2 separate regions of the Macaca mulatta genome follow, and region 1 is linked to region 2. A link is a contact called in public Hi-C data. All regions are on one chromosome and are shown on one strand. Each heading gives the region's core, a stretch centred on a gene start, on an enhancer-like site or on the middle of the called end of the contact. The rest is flanking DNA. Distances are from core to core; before and after follow the strand shown. Region 1 holds the start of BRWD1 (bromodomain and WD repeat domain containing 1). Region 2 holds the start of HMGN1 (high mobility group nucleosome binding domain 1).

Region 1 (3,090 bases), core at 549-3,048, 61 kb after region 2:
CACCATGTTGGCCAGGATGGTCTTGATTTCCTGACCTCATGATCCGCCCGCCTTGGCCTCCCAAAGTGCTGGGATTACAGGTGTGAGCCAGCACGCCTGGACAGCCTTACAGGTATCTGTATCTATTTATAAATACATATAAAAGCTTTTGGCCAGGCGCGTTGGCTCACGCCTGTAATCTTCAGCACTTCGGCAGGCCGAGGCGGGTGGATAACCTGAGGCCAGGAGTTCGAGACCAGCCTGGCCAACACAGTGAAACCCCCGTCTCTACTAAAAATATAAAAATTAGCCGGACGTGGTGGCACGTGTCTGCAATTCCAGCTACTCGGGAGGCTGAGGCTGCAGTGAGGTGAGATCACACCACTGCACTCCAGCCTGGGCGACAGAGCAAGACCCTGTCTCAAGGAAAAAAAAAAAAAAAAAGCTTTTGCTATTTGGTGTAAATAAAAGCCAACTGTATACGGTGCTTACTATATGCCAGGAACACATTAATTCATTAAATCCTCACCACTTTATGAGGCAGGCACAAATATTGTGTTTACTAGTGAGGAATTATCTACGGTTTACTGGTAAGGAAAACTGAGACCCACAGGTTGTGACTTGCTCAAGGTCAAGCTGGTGGAGCCAAGACAAGGTGCAGGCAGTGAGTCCTGCCCCAGAGTCTGACCTGAACCACATTTAACCTCTCTGTGGTGTGTGGGTTATTGCCATGAGTAAGAATCAGAACGTTAACGCGCACTCCAGGAAGGCAGGGACACCATTTAGGGTCACCGCTGTACTTCAGGGGTCAGAGCAGGGCAGGCTGGATGCGCTGAGGAAACTCATACAGTTAGGTCAGAAGCCTGGCAAGACAAGGGAATTCTCTGGTCCTCGTCCACCTCTCCAACCTCACGTCTACTAGTCTTCCAAGAGGATTCTAACTACACATGGCTCCCGAGTTTCCGGCTTCTCTTCTCAGGGAGGGTCTGCGGCCCGTTGCACCGCCTTCTCCCCGCAATCCCGTTTTCCTGTCCATGCCTGGACGGATCCGGCCGAGCCGTCAGCCGCAGCTGCGCGCTGCTCCCCCGACTCGCACCCCCTCGGCGAAGCGCTGCATTTTATGTAATTTTCTACCAGGCTGCCGGCTTCTGGGGGCTGCGGCTGGGTCTCGGCGGCCTTCAGCGCCGCAGACGCTCCGGCAACGCCGGTATCCGAGGCCCCCGCCCTAGGCTCGCGGGTCCGGGCGGCGTTCCCCCGTGCGGGAGGCGCGGCGAGCCAATCCTCACTTTCAAAGCTTTCGCGTCCTGGAAGTCTATCGTGGGGGGCAAAACGCGCTGGCCCCAGACGACCGGTTCGTGAAGTCACCCTTCCGAGCGACCCGGAGCGGGCGACCCTGCAGAACCGCGGCTCGGGGCCCTTGCGGTCCCGCGTAGAGGACCCAGGTCCCGCGGGGGGCGGCGGTGACTCGCCCCCTCCGGCGGCCGCGCTTCCGCCCCCGGTACCCGCACGCTGCTGGACCGCCCGGCGTCGCGTCGCCGCCTCACAAAGCCTGGGCGGCCGCCTCATCGCGCGCAGGGATCCGGGCCACGCGCCCTCCCCTCCCCCACTCGCCGCCGCTACCCTGGGCGCCCAGGTCTTTACCCCCGCGTCACTTTCTCCTCATCGAGTCCCCGGAGACAGACAGCGGAGCGAGGCTCGCCTTCCCGGGCGAGACGCAAGCTCCAGTCCTCCCTTGGCGCCGAGGCCCCCGCGCCCCACGGAGGGACTACTTTCCGTCTCCTGTGAGGCACTACTTCCTCCCCCGCGGAGGCGTCGGACCAGGAGGCGCGCACGGCATGGCGGCGGCAGCGGCGGCGGCGGCGGCGGCGGCGCGCGCCTGAGGAGAGGGGACGCCAGCCCGGTCAGGCCTCGGCGCGGCCTACACGCTCCGCTCGCTCGCTCGCTCCCGCCTCCCGCCCCGTGTCCGGCCATGGCGGAGCCCTCGTCCGCCCGACGCCCGGTGCCTCTCATCGAGTCGGGTAAGACGCGAGGCCGTGCCACCCCCGTCCTGGCGCTCCCAGCTGCTTCGGCTTCCCCGGCTGCCCCGGCCCCGACCCCGTCCCGGTCCCGGGCCCCGTCCCCTCCCTGCCCGGGCTTGACCCAACTCCCTGTCTTCCCGCAGAGCTGTACTTCCTCATCGCCCGGTACCTATCGGCGGGCCCGTGTCGGAGAGCGGCCCAGGTGAGTGCGGGCCCGCGGGCGGCTGCGGACTTGGCGTCCCCGGTGTCCCCTCCGCCGCCGGGGGTCGCGGGTGGAGGGCGGGGGTGAAGCGGGCGCGCCCCGGGCCCGGCCCCACCCCTGACCGCGCGTCTCTCGGCCGCAGGTGCTGGTGCAGGAGCTGGAGCAGTACCAGGTCTGTGCCCGCCCGTCCCCGCGCGCCCGTCCCCGCGCTCCCTCGCGTCCCTCCTCCCGACCTTGCCCTGAGGGATGCTCGCCCGCGCCCCCCGCCCGCCCCGCGCCCCCCGCCCGCCCCGCGCCGGAGCGGTGGTCACTCGTGTGCGTTTCGTGTCTTTCCAGTTGTTGCCGAAGAGGTTGGACTGGGAGGGCAACGAGCACAACAGGAGCTACGAGGAGTTGGTGAGCATTGGGCACGTTTGCTCCCCGGGTTCTCCGTGCACCGCCCCCCGCCCCTGCCCCTGCCCCTGCCCCTCGTGGGGACCCCGGCCCGTGGGGTGCAAAGTGTGAGCCGCACTGGAGGGCGGCCCCAGGACAGCTGCCTTCCCCGCTGAATATTCTGTTTTGTTTTTGAGGCGGCCAGGTTTGTTTTGGCAGGAAACAGTCATGGGGGGCGGCGCGGGGCGGAGCGGTGGGGGCGACTCGCGGAGGTCCTGCGGCAGGGGTGGGGCTCCAGGTGCGGCCGCCTCTGCGGGGTGTGGCGTGCGCAGCCAGCCATTCAACGGGGCGGTTTCATCCGCTCCCCCCCTCTCCACCGCGCTTGTAACTCGCGCTCTGATTGGCCTCTCGTGTCTTGTCCCGCCCGGGTCTGTCCCCCACTTGTTCTTTAGGAATAGAATCATTGGTCTCTGAAGGTGGAGAAATGTTCTTGTGTTGAGCTTATTTTTTGTTTTGTCC
Region 2 (3,176 bases), core at 105-2,604:
TTCTTTTTTTTCTACCTCTTTCCCCTGATCTTTACGTCCATTTTTCATATCTCCATCCCTGACACTTTAAAGGTCTTGGTGGGCTGCCACACTCTAGTAAGTCAGCATGCCTTGAAATATGCTGACCAACCTATGCCGATGTTCCCCTTTCTTTACTAGGCCAATTGAGTACTTTCTCTCTCCACTAAATTACTAGACCCAGTGCTTGGGATACAAACCTGGATTCTCTCTACCCCAGGGACTTCACGGTGCCTGCCACAAGGCAAGTGCTCAGTGCATGCTTGTGCCACAAACTTGGGTACTCCCTGATGTTGAATTTTTTTAAGGTAATCCATGCAGGTAGGAAAGTGAAAAAAAAACACTACACACGAGAAAGGGAAATTTTACCCTCAATCTCCCCAGTTCTCCCCAGAGGCAACCGCTGGTACCACTTCCGTGCGTATTCTTGCTGAGATATACATGGAATGTATAAGGATATATATTCCATCAATGCTATGGAGAAAATAAAACATTCCTCTGGGGGTCCGCGAGTGCTGGAGACGGTCGCGAACGGTTCGCAGGAGCTGCAATCTGAGAGCTGCCCTACTCTGAGCCCAAAAACGACCGTCGTGCACCTGCAGTCCTCAGGGAAATCTGAAGAAAGTTCCACAGCTTGGATTCCCAGCACTTTGGCAGGCCAAGGCGGGAGGGTTGCTTGAGCCCAGGAGTTGGAGACCAGGCTGAGCAACATAGTGAAACCCCGCCTCTACAAAAAATACAAAAGTTAGCCGGGCATAGTGGTGCACTGTGGTCCCAGTTACTCGGCAGGCTGGGGTGGGAGGATCGCTGGAGCCGAAGAGGTCGAGGCTGCAGTGAACCGTGATTGCACCACTGCACTCCGGCCTGGATGACACAACGAGACCCTGTCTTAAATAAAAGAAAGGAAGGAAGGAAGTTACACAGAAAGGCCGCCTGCCGTAACTTCGCATCGGAGCCCCAGGTGTGGACCTGGGCGAGTGAAAGCGCAGCAAGCGTCCCGCGCCTGCGCACTGGCCCACGCCGAGCTCTCGTCGGCTCTCCTTCCCACGCCCTCCTCCAACGCCTGCGCACCAGGGCCTGTTTCACGCAGGCCTGCGAAGCTGGAGCCCCTGAATAGCCTTTCTTGCCGACTGAGGCGGGAGGAATTTGCTAGTTCCTGTATCCCTTGTCCTTCTCCCTTCCCAGTCTAAGATACCAACTATAAATGTTCGAACCCAATTCACCCCAGAGGGGAGGGGCCAGATGCCAGTGGCCTGAAGGCGCCCAGGTATCCAGAAGGATTGTGGGTGGGGACCTGCGGTCACGTGGCATGCTCCCGCCAATCAGCGCGCAGACCGCACTTCGCAGCTCGGCTTCAAACAAACTACCGTGAGGTCGGAGCGCCACTGGGGCCCCGCCCCCTTCGCCTGGGCCTGGGGCCCCGCGAGACGGCGGGAAGGGGTGGGGGGGCGCCCGGGAGGGGGCGGAGCGCAAGGTCGAGTGACGGCCTGTCTCACCTATTCCGGGCGCGGGCTGAGCCCCACAGCCAATGGGCGGGGGCGGGGGCGGGGGGCGGCCCGGCCGGAGGGGAGGGGGAGCCCGCGGCAGGGGACGCGGGGGGAGGAGGAGGCGGGCTCCCAATCCGGTTCCATCCGGTTCTCCCACCGCCCCCGCTGTGGGTCTCAGCAGCTCGGGCGGCGGGAGGAGTGGCAGCGGCCAGGCAGCCCAGTTTCGCGAAGGCTCTCGGCGCGCCGCGGCCCGCAGGCATTCGGCACGCGCCTTCCCCGCCGCCAGGATGCCCAAGAGGAAGGTGAGCGGTGGCCGCGGCCCGCACACGCCCCCTGGAGCCGCCGTCTGCTGGGCCCCGCGAGGCCCAGGCCCCGCTGCACTCACGGTGGCGACGGGCCCGGGAGGCGCTTGGAGACCGGCGGGCGGGCAGGCGGGCGCTCGGCGGCCGCGGGGGCGGCTGCTCTGGAACGTTCGGCGGCCGGGGGAGCCAAGGGGGCGATTCGAACGGGGCGGCGGGAAGCCGTGACGTCACGCGGCCGGGCATTGTTCTCGGGGCCGTGCGGGCGCGCGAGTCCTGGGACTGCGGCCCGCCTGCATTCGCCCGTCTCCTTGTCCCCGCAGGTCAGCTCCGCCGAAGGGGCCGCCAAGGAAGAGGTGAGTTCGGAGCCTTCTGCGGGGGGTGGTGGGTTTCCAGTGAGCCGCTGGCCTGCCTGCCTTTCTCGCTGACTCTCCTTTTTCTTTCTCCAAGCCCAAGAGGAGATCGGCGCGGTTGTCAGCTGTAAGTAAAGCCAGCCCCGTAACCGTTTGTTTTTCGCGGGTCGTCCCGGGTAAGGACGTTCAGTGCTACTTTTGCCTTTCAGAAACCTCCTGCCAAAGTGGAAGCGAAGCCGAAAAAGGCAGCAGCGAAGGTAGGCTTCGAAACGCGCATTGGGGTGCAGCGGGGCCTTAGGTACACTGCTCCTTAATGCGGGACTTTTCATTTTGATTAGCTATTTGAGCTTTCTTTATATTTTAATAACTACGGTAAATAACTTCTTCTGGTCGGGGTAAAATGTAATGGATATATTCGTCCTGGTTTATAGGACTATATCACACTAATGCTGCTGCAGATGTTAGGAGACTTGGGACGACAAAAAATATTAAATATTAGCAAGTCTGCAAAGGAAATTTATTCTTTGCGTTGCGTACGTTGTGGCTAGTGGTTGGCCTTTAATTGCATGCTTGTACTTCCTCTTTTGAGGATAAAAGAGCCAAGTTAGGACTGAGGCAGGGAACGTGTAAGTTTTTATACAGTTTCCAAGCCAACTTGGGGAAATCTTAACCTTTTTACGGGGTGGGAGTGGGGAGGTCAGAAGTTGTGATCTCTGAGAAAATAACCGCTACTACTCTAAAAGTGTTTTATTAACAGTTATACAAAACCGTGATTTTGGCTGCTCCCTAATAAATTCGTGATTGCATGATTCGAATTGCAGGTCTGTAGAATGAAGTTGGCTTTGGATATACGTGTGTTTGATAACTTTCAGAGTGGAAAAGCAGAACATGTGTAAAACGTGTATAAACTTTGTGTTTGGATCTAGCATTGAAACCACCATTTGTAAAGCTCTAATGTTCACGGGGTGATTAATTTCTATCCTAAACTTAGGTGAAAGTTTGCTGTTTGAAGTCTCAAA

Evidence for each region. Hi-C and Micro-C count contacts between places; a contact is called where the count stands out from the background.
Region 1: a Hi-C map of cortical neurons shows a contact between it and region 2, with 4 times the contacts expected there. The contact joins the promoter of BRWD1 here to the promoter of HMGN1 in region 2. A contact is called at or near these places in 3 of 14 Hi-C or Micro-C datasets (cortical neurons, fetal cortex germinal zone and liver).

Annotation. Positions count from the first base shown.
Region 1 is chr3:8,148,273-8,151,362 of T2T-MMU8v2.0, forward strand. BRWD1 (bromodomain and WD repeat domain containing 1) reads left to right here and starts at 1,799. Exons shown (of 42, transcript XM_015132876.3): 1 at 1,799-1,997; 2 at 2,141-2,199; 3 at 2,342-2,371; 4 at 2,536-2,595. The coding sequence starts at 1,949. LOC106997240 reads right to left here and starts at 1,833. Exons shown (of 1, transcript XM_015132879.3): 1 at 512-1,833. The coding sequence starts at 1,545. The coding sequence ends at 955.
Region 2 is chr3:8,087,524-8,090,699 of T2T-MMU8v2.0, forward strand. HMGN1 (high mobility group nucleosome binding domain 1) reads left to right here and starts at 1,355. Exons shown (of 5, transcript XM_077995757.1): 1 at 1,355-1,807; 2 at 2,128-2,160; 3 at 2,367-2,414. The coding sequence starts at 1,547.